Linked DNA regions of Mus musculus: region 1 is linked to region 2. The links are chromatin contacts, called in public HiChIP or PLAC-seq maps. All regions are on one chromosome and are shown on one strand. Each heading gives the region's core, a stretch centred on a gene start, on an enhancer-like site or on the middle of the called end of the contact. The rest is flanking DNA. Distances are from core to core; before and after follow the strand shown. Region 1 has its middle 18 kb from the start of 2210417A02Rik. Region 2 overlaps Slc7a1 (solute carrier family 7 (cationic amino acid transporter, y+ system), member 1).

Region 1 (4,351 bases), core at 19-2,518, 360 kb before region 2:
TATACTGAAATAATATGGAAAATGTATACCAAAGTAGCAAACTCAAAGGCACATATATGCACGTGTATACACACATACACACTCACACACACATACACACTCACACACACACACACACTCACACACATACTGTCCCATCATGTGTTGCTTTATATATATCAACATGATCTATCTATCTATCTATCTATCTATCTATCTATCTATCTATCTATCTATCTAACTATCTATATCATCATGTTTATATACAGATGTAGATATCTCCCTTAAAACATTTGCATAAGTGACTGTTTTCACCAATACATGTTAGTCAAGTCCACAAGTGGCCCCTTCTGAGCTTTTCATCATGGTCTGGCTTCTTAAAACACGGTGACTCGGGGATATGTTCGTGTCATTCACAATTTTAATGTAAAAACATTTTACAGTACAGTAGCATATGGCATCTGCAGATAAAATTGTTTGGTTTGAAATTATGTAAACACACAAACAAACAAACAAAAATCAAGCAACCCCTAGATCCTGGAGTCGGTTTTGTGTGTGTGAGACGGTGAAATACAGGGATTGTGTGCAGATTTTTATGTAAAGATGAATCTTTGGAAAAGACAATTAAGTTTTCTTTTAACCCTTAGAAGAAATAATACAAGACTGTATTTTCACTTGACAGAGCAAACTTATAACCAAGAGAGGGAGAGAGAGGGGTGTTGAGTTTTGTTCTGTTGCTAGGTATTGAAATGCTAAAGACTGGCCCCCAAGGTCTGGTTGCCCCAGGGAGGAGGAATTCCTCAGGTCCACCAAGCGATGCTATGGGACCTTGCTCCTTAACTTAAACTATTGGTTAAATAAAGACGTCTACAGCCTAGAGCTGAGCAGAAGAGTTTTGGTTCTGGGGCTTGGGGTTGGAGGTTAAAACCGTGAGAGGGAAGAGAGAGGAGGTGGAGAGAGGAGAAGATGCCATGGGGTAGGTGAATCATGAGAGTGTGGCCATGAAGGCTGGCCAATTGGAGTAAGAGCAGCCCAGGCGGGACGTGGTGAGTCATATCTCAGGGTTATTGGTAAGGAAGTAAACATGATAGCATAGAGGGTTGATATCTGCCCAGCTCCAGTGCTGCCTAAAGCTTCTTATAAATATAAAGGGTTTGTGTCTTTTATCTGAAAAACGGAATGATCGAAGACAGAGTAAAACCTTCAATTGAGATGTAATATTTTCAACAGTGGGGTGGGGTGGGGGTGGGGGAGAGGTGCAGAGGAGAATGCAAAGGCAGCAAAACAGAGTGGTGGAAGGCAATTGCTGCAGCCATAAGGTGCCAGGGATGTGTGCGGCCTAGTACGGCTCCAGGCTTGTGTGCAGCCTTTCGCTTGCCTCACCGGAGTGGCAGCTAGCATTAGTGACATCTCAGTTTTCTGTGTTCCCTCTTGGTGTGCACAGAATACCCATGCATGCACAAGACATGCATGTAGTGTGTGTGCGCGTGTGGGTGCACGCACACAACATGGAGTATAGTTCCACTTCTTTTTGTAAAGGTTAATTTTGCATTTGATTGTGTTTGTGTGTCCTGTGTAGGTGCAAGTGGAAGCCAGGAGAGGGGGTTGGGGCCTCTGCAGCTGGAGTTGCAGGTATTGTGAGCCCTCTGCTGTGAGTGCTGGGAACTGAACACGGGTCCTTGGGAAGAGCAGCAGGTGTTCCTAACCTTTGAACCCCGCCCACCCCATTCCCTGTATATCCACTTCTTACGGACAGCCACAGAACTGTGTTTCTCAGTCTTTGCTGATAAGCACAAGGCATATGAGAGAGACGGACAGATGACAGACGACTGATAGCCAGAATGGCATTGTTACAGCACCCATGATCCTTTGCAGGAGTCATAACCCTTTGAAAGCATGGGCCACCCTAAAGCCAAAACAAAGCCACCAAGTCCCATCTCCCTGCCTCACTGGATCCTTGGTGATCTTACCGGTTTTATGGCCAGCAAACCGCCATAGCAATTGGAGAGCCCGGAATTTCGGCCGTCCTCTACTGCCGTGAAGAATAAATGTGATCGGATAATTCATAGAAATAGAATTTAATTTCTCACAATTTTGAACTTGGTGGGTGTCTGCCAAAGATCTGGTCTCTCTCTAGGATTGGGGCTTGGCTTTTAGTCATTCTCAGGAGGTTGCCTCTTAATACTGTTGCCTCAAGGGCTGAGTTTCAGCAGGACTCACACAGTAGGCCCTCCATCTCCACACTTCTGCCATATGAGGCTCTGTCTTCTCTATCTGGAATGTGCAGCATTAGAGCTGCCATCTTGGAACCAGAACTCTGAAACATCAGATACCAGGACCTCTTCCAGCAGGGGAGGGAGCAGAGCGCCGAGCAGGGAGGCCAGAGGAACTAGTTGCCCCTACACCAATCCTGTCCGGGGAGATGGTTGCCTCTAGATGCCCTGCCACCTCCTGCTGACATTCACACCAGCCTTTTAGTACCAACCAGGCTGTCATCCCTGTAGAATCGGATAGGGGTGAACTCTACACAGACGCTATATGTTTGATATATGATGACCATTCTAAGATGAACAGGCTGTCATGGTGTGGCAAAGGGGACACTGGAGATGAACAGAGGCGAGGCATATTCTAGAGCCCTTTCAACACAGTGCACAGTGCACCCCTAGTTCAAAGAGGCAAAATTGTACCACTTTTAGAAAAGAAATCGGTACTATGACTGCTCTCTGGGGGTCAGGCTGTTGAAAAAACTTTTTTTTTTTTTTTGGTTTTTTGAGAGAGGGTTTCTTTGTGCAGTCCTGGCTGTCCTGCAGCAGCTCACTCTGTAGACCATGCTGGCCTCAAACTCAGAAATCTGCCTGCCTCTGCCTCCCAAGTGCTGGGATTAAAAAGCGTGCACCACCACTGCCCATTGAAAAACATTTTAAAAACAGGTTTATTTGTAGACGTGACCAAGGCCCCACAAAATTTTTAGACATAGCATTCGTTTTTCACTGGCCCTATGTAAAACCTAGAATCCTGAAGAAATATAGCAAAATTCCCAGTGTGCCAAAAATCGCCTGCTCTCCTACTGCTCCGTGCAAGAAGATTGATTCCGAAGACTGATCCCATCTACACAAATTGATTCTCAGCCACTGCTCAGCAGATTCTATGCACAAGCGTATGATTAGCTGACAGCTCATTAGGGAACTCGGAGGAAGCTAATTTCACACTAGACTAGAACCCGTACTCCACAGTGTCCCTTCTTCTGTCACCCTGTCCACTGTGGCTCACAGGCACCAGCCAGTCAGAATTTTATTCAGGAACATGTTGTCTTGGGTCCATGTTCAGCCTCACAAAGAACGCAAACTGGTGTTGAATGCTGGGTGAGGCACACCACACGTGTTCAAGAGAGGAGCGTCTGGCGTGTGCATAAATGAAGCATCAGTGGTCAAAGCCACCAGCTCTGTGAGCTGTCACCTTCCTGTGAGTACATCTTAGGTGCAAGGCCCTTGATCCAAAGCTTCAGTGTTTAAGTTGATATCTTACATTCCAGAAGCTTCTATGTAGATTGCTCCCTGTGGTTGACCTGTTTTGGGTATTGCCATAGTTTTAAAAAAAAGCAATTCATGCTACAGTGATCATGGAAATAATCTGGCTGATACAAAATCCCAAAATTGTTATGTGTCAGCGTTCTCAAAAGAAACAGAACAGATAGAATAAGTAGTTATTGGACCAGCTTCGGGATGTGGTCCAACAAGGGTTGTCTCACACTGGAGAGGTGCGAATCTGATCATTGCTTGGCCGCGAGGCTGGATGTCCCAATACTCCCAAGCTGGAGCTGAAGGCTCAGATGACTCCTAGAGAGCTGAGGGTCTTCAGTCTATGTTGGAAGCGTAAAGAAGCTGGTTCTATTATCAGGCACAGGATGGATGAACCTGCCAGCAAGAGTGAAGGCAAGCAGGCAAAAAAAAAAATCCAAGTTTTCTTCTTCCATGTCCGTTTATGTAGGCTGCCAGCAGAAGGTGCCACCCACAGTTAAAGTGCATCTTCCTTCTTCAAATAATCCGACCAAGGAAGTCTCTCACAGGAGTGGCCAGCAGCTATGTTTTAGTTGACTCCAGAAAGAGTCAAGTTGATGACCAAGATCAGCCATCACGATGTGGCAGGGAGGGAACTATGCCCCTTCCCCAACCCAGTTGGCACCCTAACAGACTTCCAACATTTCTGGGCCCTTTCTGGGCATCATGGCTATCGTCAGGTGACTGTGACTGTCCCATCTCCTGTTGCTGCCCCAGAGAGAGCAGGACAGATGAGGGAGACAGGACAACCCAGTGCTGACATACAAAACCGAAAGAAATGGGACCCCTGTGTTTGGTCTTACTTTTATGGGATA
Region 2 (4,235 bases), core at 376-2,875:
TGCCATGGAGATAGAAGCACTGCGTGGCCAGGGCAGTGAGCGGCTCATCTTTTGTGGGATCTGAAATCCTACCATGACGATGGCCCATCATGGAGACCTTTTTTTTTTTTTTTTTTTTTTGGAGACAGGGCCTTATTATATAGTCCCGGATGGCCTGCAGCTCCATCCATATGTAGAGCGGGCTGGCCCCAGACTCAAAGGGATCAACTCAACTCTGCCTCTCAAGTGTTGGGATTAAAGTTTCGTGCCTCAATACTTGGCCAGAGACATATTTTTTGGTGTTACTATAGGTAGCGTTTTGTTTTGCTTTTTAAATTTCAGTTTTTATTTATTTATTTATTGCTAGTATCATATGTGTGTGTGTGTGTGTGTGTGTGTGTGTGTGTGTGTATAATGTATTGTGATCCATTTCCTTGAGGTGTAGGACTGGCGATCTGAGGCTTGTTGTCAAGGGGCCTGTCCCAGTATGGCAGCTTGCTCCGATGAACCAGTATGGAGGGGCTACAAACAAGATACAGCCCTGTATGGCTGACCTCCCTGCCGGAGTGACACCCAGCCCATCACTTTGCATATTCTCTGGGTTCCAAGGATGCTTCAAGCCATCCAAGTGGGTGTGGTGGACAACCTCTGGCTGTGTCAGGGTCTCTGGGCCCTGTGTGTGTGGTGGCTGGAGTACACAGCCTTACGGGGAGCATGGCGGCTTCGGCTACTCTTCGGAGTTTGGCTGTATAGAAGAATGTGTTCTAGACTCTTGAAGGACTTCTTCTTTGCTGTAGCAAGCAAGGCGACCTTGAAATAGGTTGTCAGGTGACAGGGGTGGGGGAGAGGGACTATGGTGGATCTTGCTTAAGACATAAGTTGAAATGTCTGCATTCAGCTTTTAGGCATTCTTTAAAAGGCTAGACGTGTAGCTCAGCAGTGGGCGTGTGTTGAGCTCATTCCATCCATCTCCAGGAACACACACACACACACACACACACACACACAGCCTTAAAAATAGTAGACAGGACCTATGGCCTTCTTCTCAGATGTACAACAGACTGTCAGGAAGAAGGAAGCAGATTCAGCTATTTGGGTCTAAAGCATTTGAGGCAGTGGGTCAAGTTCAGATCCTGGGGTGATGTGACCTTATCACATTAGAATAATTAAAGCAAGCAGTCGACACAGCCACTAACCTACATAACTAGAATTCACTGCTTGTGGCCACAGTGCTCTCCCACGGGGCAGTTAGCCTCATTCCTTTAGAATTACTCCAGCGTTCTGGGTGCCTTTCCTTCCCTCCACCTGTCCTGTGGGCTGCTTGGATCTTTGATCGTGCAGATAAACATTCCGGTCTCCAAAGACTTTTCTGTAACTGGACATTTTCTTTCTGTTCCTGCCTCCCAAGGTGTCCACCCATTTATATGCATGTTACACAGGAGGAAACCTTGTGGCAGGGACAAATATGACTACTCGTTTTAAAGATGAGGGCCTGAATGAGTATCTCAGATTATTAACACTTTCCTTCTGGAGCGAGCCTCTGAGATTCTGGCCGCCAGTGAACTGTGACTTGGAATAGACCAGGAAGACTGACCACAAAATGTGGCATTTCCTGTATAGGGATTACTTGTGCATGACCTCGTCTGCCTAGATAATACCCATGGCAACCAGGGGCGTGGGTTCTGTGTGCCTGAGGGCTCTTTGAAAAGTCAGAGCCAGAACTGTGTCACGTTCTGACATTTGTTTAAGCAAAGCTACCTTCGCCAATCAGATTAAAACACTGTACAAGAAGGTGCCAAAACCGGAGCCTATATACGCCCAGCCATGGAAGTCACCCTTGGCCAGCCTAGACCCCTTGAGATGTAGTTCCCCCCAGCCCTCCAGCTTCTCCTTGGCCTCTAACCAGCAGCGTGGTTTCAATTGTCCGTTGCCGCGTGTGCCAGCAGCAGCTGCAGGTGTGTGCTATTTCTACCCAGTACCTGCTGGAAAGTAAACTTCACCATGCCCCTTATAGTATACGTATGCAAAAATGTGTGATTGGAAATGCCCTACCTCTCACCCCACCCCCAATGCTCTCCACCTCTCTAAATTATTCCTTTTCCCCACATCTAATCTTTAGAGTTCATGTTGGCTCTTCCAGCATGAGTTAGAATGAAGCCCCAGAGAAAAATACCTGAAATCCCACCTGGTCTATTTTTTTTAAGCTGTTGGCTATATTTTTATAAAACCAATAAAAATGGTTCAATATTAATAATTCCACATTGTTCAACTTGATTCTATAGGAAAAGACTATTTCACCCAGTCCATTGTCACAGTGGCTGATAACATTTGAAGTTGTGCAGGTCCTGGGCGTGCCCCGGGGCCTGGTGTAGGGTGCACAAACATTTCCGGGTCAGTTGTAGGTGAATTTGTTTCTTTTCGCCTTTAATTTTGGAAATTTCCAGACAGACCCTCACGGAGACAGCGGAAAACATAACAAATCCCACGGACCTAATTACCACCATTTCCTATGTAGACACGAGGTGGGCCGACCTTGCAGGGAGCCTCTTATCTTCTTTATGCCCCTGTGCTGTTTGTTGGTTTCATTAGAGAGATTTTTCTCCCTCTAATTCAAAGGCATTGTGTGCTCAATATAGGTGGGAAGACAGTAAAAGTTCAGGAAATAAAAGAGCCCTATAGTCCTCTAAGAGAGGCCATGGTCTCAGTCACCCTGCCCTGAAAATTTTTCTTTCTTTCTTTCTTCCTTTCTTTCTTTCTTCCTTTCTTTCTTTCTTTCTTTCTTTCTTTCTTTCTTTCTTTCTTTCCTTCTTTCTTTCGGTTTTTCAAGACAGGGTTTCCCTGTGTATCCCTGGCTGTCCTGGAACTCACTCTGTAGACCAGGCTGGCTTCGAACTCAGAAACCCACCTGCCTCTGCCTCCCAAGTGCTGGGACTAAAGGCGTGGGCCACCACTCCCTGGCTGAAAATTCTTTATATACTGTTTTTGATACTTTTGCAGATATATAATATTTCCATCATCATGTTTAATCTCTCGGCCACGTCTAGAGTTCCCTCTACATATGTTTTCCAAGCCTGCTGTCTGTATGACCTCTAAAACCTTCCTACCACAGCCCTGGGTGGTTCAAGCAACTGAAATGACCCACTTTTACCTCCACCCTCTGGTTTCCTATAGTTCAAAGCCAGCAGCAGGGGGTGAGTAGTGAGTGTGTATATATGTGTGTGTGTGTGTTACTTTGAATCACTCCCTTTGTGTTAGGAGTGACCAGTTAAGTTGTCATTAAATGCGAGTCAGTCATCGTGTACTTGTGGATGTTGGGTGGAATGACAAAGTGAGTTGTCAGGCGACAGGAGGCATGTTTGGACAATGTGTCCTGCGAGCCAGGAATGAGAAAAGCTGCACAGGATTACCCTGGCTGCTTGGCTGGGATTCTTAAGCTGGCGGAGGGCGAGACCCAGGTCAGTTAGGGTCCGGCCTGACTCTGTTACAGGGCAGTTAGGTGGCTGGGGGTATGACTATCATGCTTGAGGCTGTGGATTTGACCCTCAGCACACACACACAAAAACAAACAAACGATAATACCAAAACAAACAAACAAAACTCCAACCCGAAATTGAGTCATTTTAGCCCAGTTGGCAGAGAGCACCGCTTTTGATACTAGCTGACCTGAGTTCAGATCCTGTCCTTGCTTCTTTTGAGTTATGTGAGTTGAGCCATCCACCATCAAACTCCACCCCTCTCTCCTTGTAAGAGCTCAGAAAGTTGCAACTTTCCTGACTTCGGGGATGATTAAAGAGACAAGGCTGTGCCGGCCTGGCCTGGCTCTGATATCTGCCTCATCTTTTGCCTAACGGGCCCAGCTCATCGGTTGGTTTTATCCCCACACCCCGGTTCCCTTGTCTGCCCCTCGTTTTCCATAGCTTCTTTCCTTTGTCTACTTTCGAATCATTGGAGTTCGTAGGAACTACGTGTGTCGGTCACCAAGTGGAGGGCTGAGACATTGCTGGAGGTCTGGAAGGTAAGGTGTGGTCCCTGGCTCAGGTGGATGTTGGTGACCAGCCCAGGTTCGTTAAAGGTTCTGTTGACTGGACAAATGAATGAGCTGGGGATGTGTTAGCTGATTAGTTAACCGGAAGTGAAATTAGCTTTTGCACGGAAACCTCTGCCTTATCCTTGGTCGAAGAAGATGTTTCTAGAAGGAGCCAAAGAAGTCAGCATTCCATCTCAGGGGAACATGAGTAAAGCCTATTTTATGGACA

What was found. HiChIP or PLAC-seq counts read pairs in DNA pulled down with a chosen protein or histone mark.
Region 1: a FOXA1 HiChIP or PLAC-seq map of pancreatic cancer cells shows a contact between it and region 2. The contact joins two enhancer-like sites. A contact is called at or near these places in 1 of 484 Hi-C or Micro-C datasets (nephron progenitors) and 1 of 115 datasets of contacts at active chromatin or transcription factors (pancreatic cancer cells).

The regions. Positions count from the first base shown.
Region 1 is chr5:148,721,323-148,725,673 of GRCm38.p6, reverse strand. No RefSeq gene overlaps it. Among named protein-coding and RNA genes, the nearest start is that of 2210417A02Rik, 18 kb to the left of the region's middle. Within about 2 kb of position 1,268, at least 21 of the 459 cell types and tissues checked have an H3K27ac peak or open chromatin away from gene starts, as enhancers often do. A contact at or near this core is called in pancreatic cancer cells, where this site is marked.
Region 2 is chr5:148,358,836-148,363,070 of GRCm38.p6, reverse strand. The region is part of intron 2 of Slc7a1 (solute carrier family 7 (cationic amino acid transporter, y+ system), member 1); the gene reads left to right. Among named protein-coding and RNA genes, the nearest start is that of Slc7a1, 39 kb to the left of the region's middle. Within about 2 kb of position 1,625, at least 108 of the 459 cell types and tissues checked have an H3K27ac peak or open chromatin away from gene starts, as enhancers often do. A contact at or near this core is called in pancreatic cancer cells, where this site is marked.